2 separate regions of the Capsicum annuum genome follow, and region 2 is linked to region 1. A link is a contact called in public Hi-C data. All regions are on one chromosome and are shown on one strand. The core of a region is the stretch at or near the end of the contact, and the rest is flanking DNA. Distances in the headings are between cores, read along the strand shown. Region 1 has its middle 50 kb from the start of LOC107872694. Region 2 holds the start of LOC107871320 (U11/U12 small nuclear ribonucleoprotein 48 kDa protein).

Region 1 (2,730 bases), core at 82-2,581:
ATATCAATTTATGAACTTTTATTCTAGTAAACTCCAAGTTTACCATGACATGTACTTTTTCTTTAGTAAATTTCAGATTTATTATTACATGAATAAATTTCAGATTTACTACTTTAGAAGTAGATTTTAAAATTATTCAATCTCTTTTGGAGGTGAGTTGTGATACAATCATAATCAAATGCACGTTTGCATTAATAAGTTTCTCATTCCCCAGGAATGGAATATAATCGTTACTTAAACCTATCAAATTATGATAGCTTATAACCTCTTTCAAGATTTTGCTACTTTAGAAGCAAATCGAGGCATACATATAATGTAGAGAATTTTTCTCTAGCATATCTTATAATCATATAAGCGTGTGAAAATATCATCACTTTTGATGATCATTATCATATTGTCCCTCCACGCGTATATTCGTGCATTCAATCACCTGCCTTCTTTAAGACATATTATGCACTGCTACCACATACACCTCAAGAATGAAGTAAGTTATCATATTTCAAACTTATCATATATTGTTACAACATTCACTTCATGGAATGGAGCATATTCAATTGGTCGAATTTCAAACTTTTCATCAAACACCTATTATTTTACCTTAGCCATCACAATATCATCAATATGGTGTATTGAGATTCAAACTCAATATTTGATCCATATAAAGGCGTCTTAGGCATGAATCGATGGGACTGAAAACCCAACATATTATCATCTTTTTTGATAATATTGTTTTTGATGAATCAATTTAAAATATAAATGGTTCCAAACGAATTATTTTCCTCAAATATTACAATAATTATATCACTAATAGAAAAATACAAATAACATAAGGAATTACTAACCTTTGACCTTTAGATTTATAATCTCACCTTATTTGACAGAGTCTCGTGCTGATAACGTGTTATAAAATAACAAAGACTAAAGAAGAAGAGTAGAGAGAATAGAGAGAGTAATTCTTATTTTTCTCTTAAGGGATGTTCTTCTCTTAAGGGATGAGAGATCATATGAATGTAAATACAATGAACAAACCACCTCTATTTATAGGAAAAATTTATTCCTAATTTGAATAAAAAATGAATGCTTCAAATTCTAATAGATATCAAAATATATCTTGATAAATCTTGATAAATAATCAGTATAATGTAAATATATTTATAACACATATAACTATTACATGACTTATCTCACTCACGATAAAAATTTTCGTATACGAGCATTCGTCCAAAAAGTACCAGTTGACATTTTTTTCCATTTACCATGACCCTCCACGTGTGTACATGTCAATACCCTGTTGGCGCATATGAGAGTATATATTAGCTGACACGTGGGTAGAACTTTGAGTTAAGATCCAAATCTTGCCGCGAAACTTGCTAAAATATATCCTTCTCATTTAATTCGTTTGAACTATTTTAACTTGAATTAAAATATATCAAATATTCATTGATATAATAATCTTAAACAACCCAGTTAAAATTTAAAAATTACTAAAAAAAAAAAAAACATTCTGTTTATAATGGAAGGAGGATCACTTTTCCATTTTCTCATGCCTTTTGAGATAGAGTACTAGACAGGCTCAATATATATTATTTCAATTTATGTGATAAAAATAAATTTTAGAGAATTAATTATTAATATAATTTAAATTTTTAATTTTTATTATTTATAATATTTTTTCTATTTCAATTTAATTGACTAATATAATTTGGAGTCATCTAAATTTTTTGTATCTTATTAATTTTATATGTTGTTAATTATATGATTTATAATATTTTTTACATAATTTATCAATAAAATAAGAATACTTTTTTCGTCACAGATAAAATTTTGACAGTCAATCAATATATATATATATATATATATATATATATATATATTTTAATTATTATAATTTGCAATGCTTTTATTTCATTTTTAAATGATATATGTCACCTTATGTGTTCCTCCGTTTCATCTCAATTTATGTGTCACTAATATAATTTTGATAGTTAATCAATTTTTTTATGTTGACATATCATTTTGTTCCCATTTTACCCTTTTTATGAAATATTATTAATTTTTTAATGCTTAGATGACCATAATATAATAAAATCACAATTGAAACAGCGAAACAAATATGTCTTTTTGTGCCATTCATAGTCAATTATATTTTAAAATAATTTAAATTTTTAATTATTGTGATTTATTATAATTTTCTTCTATTTCAATTAAAGTGAGATTGATATAATTTAAAGAATCAACCAAATATTTTATATCTTTTAATTTTGTTAAGTTGTTAGTTATTGTGATTTATAATATTATTTTTTTGAAATACAGAATAGATTAAATTTTTTAAAAATATTCTAAGTTGTTAACCGTTGTAATTTATAATACTTTTTATGTAACTTTTAAATAATATATGTTACTCTCATTGTCCAAACTTTTGTAGCATTGATAGTCAATCATATTTTTGAAATAATTTAAGTTTTCAAATTATTTTTTTTATAATATTTTTGTATTTTAATTTAAGTGGCAGAATGCTTAAATAGCCATAATAATTAATTATGGGCAATATAATAAAATCACGATTGAAGCAGCGATGCATACATATCTTAAATGACTTACAACAACTAATTAAAAGTGATATAGTAAAATTACTTTAAAAGATACTTGTTTCACAATTTAAGTGAGTCTCATGTAAAACGTCAAGTTAATTTAAAACATTAAGAGTTAATTTATTATTTTATATCTATT
Region 2 (2,730 bases), core at 99-2,598, 300 kb before region 1:
TTAGAGAATGTTTCATCCGATACATTTGTTCCCTCATTCTCCCTTCTACTTTTTAGTGGTTCACCACTTTCCTGTTGCTCTTGAAGGTTGTCATCCCCCCTTCTCATGGCAGTAGATTCATTGAACATAGAAAAACTAAACGCAGAATCACAGATACATTGCCTTAGGATGTTGATAGCAAAGGATTTCCCAGTCATTTCTCCATATAAAACAGAAAGTTGAGTTCCCAACCACACCAAGACTTGAACTAAGATGGGACACTTAAAACTCCGGTTACTCAAACTTGATTCCTCATCTTCTCCGTTGCAAAATGTACTGGATAAATCAATAGATTCCCTAACAATAGCTTTCAAACAAAGCTTAAATAATACAAGTATATGATCTCTCATTGCTAAATCAAGCACAACATTATAATACCTAGCTGAATTAACAACTACCCATGCAGATAAACACTCCACACGACTCATTGCTAATCCTAAAATTGCACGAAGAATACGATAGGAATACATACAAGGAAACTCATTCCAACAATCAGTCTCATTTCTAATTGCATATACCTCCGATGGAAGAAGCTGGATTATTTCTCTCGGAAAGACCATCGAATTTCCACCAGAACTAGCACATTCCGAAGATAAAACAGCAGGAAGAGTAAGCATTGGAGGAGTTGCATTTTCTCCCTTTATAGGAAAAGAAACAACACCAGGACAATTAGAATAGAAGAAAGTGGGATTTTCAAAATCCAAGTAGGCTTCAAGAGAGAAGCAAAGATCAGATTGTGATTCCCGCAAAGGTAAGGTAAAGGAGTTGGATGAATGAAGGGTGTGGGGGTATTTGAGGTTTTGAATTAGGGTTTGAATGTGATCGGAGGAAATGGGTATGGGTGGGCAACGAAGAGAGTGAGAGAAGAGGGAAGAAAGGGGAAGACGATGGTTGGGATTGAAAGGGCATGGATATAGAGATGGGGAGGGAGAAGGAGGAACTGGTATAATAGGAAGAAGAGAGGAGACAGAGTTGAAAGTAGTTGAAGAGCGGTTGAGGAGAGATGTAAGTGATGAGAGAGCGGTAGAAACTTCATATGTCGGAGTACCGGTGGAAGTAGGGTGGTGATAGTAAGGAGGTGGTGGCGGTAGAAAGGCGGAGGAAGGTGGCAGTGGTAGTGGCGGAGGAGGGGGGGGGAATAGAGTCATTCCTTCTTATAATGTTCTGCCGAGATTTTGATTTGCGAGTTTTGACGGCGGTGTAACCGTGAGGGAAGAGAGACCGGAGAAAATATAACCAAAATTAAACAAAAGTGAGCCATTTATTTTAATCTCGCGTTTGGTGATAGATTTTTTAATGTTTTTGATAAGTTATGTTTTAGTTAAATAATTTTGACGTTTCAATATGTGTTTGGCAATAATTTTTGAAAAACATTTTTTTTTAAGTCATAAAATATAATTTATATTCATAAATTTCGAATGGTATTAAAATTATTCATATGTTTGATATAAAATTATCAATTTATAATAAATTAGTATACGTATTTGTGCGCTATGGATAATATTAAAATGCTATTTATAATTGAGCATGTTAAATCGTATTATCTTTAAAATATATATATATATATATATATATATATATATATATATATATATATATATATATATCTACTATCTCTGAATTTATCACGTTTTATTCATGATGCACCTGAATTTGTCACGTTTTATTCATGGTACACCTGAATAATACGTGACAAGTTTAGTGGTAATAGATACTTCTCTCAAAAAAAAAATAGCTATCATATTATTTTTCAATGAAATATTTAAAAGAAAAAAAAATTCCATCTCCACAACTCCTCCCTCGTCCCCTCAATTTTCTTAACCTTTAAGCACCCCCCCCCCCCACCCCCCACCCCCGCGTCCCCCATTTTATCTCAATTCAAATGCAATTATTTGTATATATAATTTTATATATTTAAATTGAAATTACAGCAAACTAAATAATTTAATTTTTGAAATTACTTTCTTAAATTTTGTGAACATATAATTTATCAACATAAATAATTTTATCTTCATATGTAAATAATTTATACCCCAAAGAATTTTATGTTCAAGTATCTCATGGGTATGGTTCGTTTGGAATTGTTGTTAGAAAACTTCTTATTTGAGAATCACTTTTAGTGCCTGTTTGGGATTGGTTGTTCTCCAAAAAAAAAAAATACTTATTTTGAGAATTTTTTATTTTTTTTTTTTAAAGAAGGGTGTTTGGTAAAATTATAAAAATACTTTTAAAAAGTAGGAGGAGGAATTTTTCTATTTCAAGGAAGAAGCAGAAAATTTCTTCTTTTCAAAAAAAAAACAGAAGCAGGAAATTATTTTTTCATGACAAAAATATCCCTATCACACACGCGCGCACACACATACAGAGATGTATGTATGTATGTATATATATATCCCTTATTAATTAATTAACATATCTTACAGGTTTGATTTTAAAATTTTATATTTCATATTTACATCATAACTTTTTATTTAGTTTTATGATTTATATATTATTATTTTATTTTCACTCATCTTCTTTAAATATATTTGAAAATATCATTGATGATGATGACCTGAGAATATATAACTTTTTATTTTTTTATTAATGATAACAAATAACAGATGAATCACGTTACAAGATTATATTTTGACAAACTTGTAAATTTTTTCTCGAATATTTAATTTTAAATAAATGATTCATGAAAAGACA

The links. A called contact is a pair of places that touch in the nucleus more often than the background predicts.
Region 2: a Hi-C map of placenta shows a contact between it and region 1, with 4 times the contacts expected there. The contact joins the promoter of LOC107871320 here to the enhancer-like site in region 1. A contact is called at or near these places in 2 of 5 Hi-C or Micro-C datasets (leaf and placenta).

Annotation. Positions count from the first base shown.
Region 1 is chr12:159,902,357-159,905,086 of UCD10Xv1.1, reverse strand. No RefSeq gene overlaps it. Among protein-coding and RNA genes, the nearest start is that of LOC107872694, 50 kb to the left of the region's middle. Within about 2 kb of position 1,331, at least 1 of the 5 cell types and tissues checked has an H3K27ac peak or open chromatin away from gene starts, as enhancers often do.
Region 2 is chr12:160,197,920-160,200,649 of UCD10Xv1.1, reverse strand. It overlaps LOC107871320 (U11/U12 small nuclear ribonucleoprotein 48 kDa protein), which reads right to left and starts at 1,348. Exons shown (of 5, transcript XM_016718215.2): 1 at 1-1,348. The coding sequence starts at 1,187.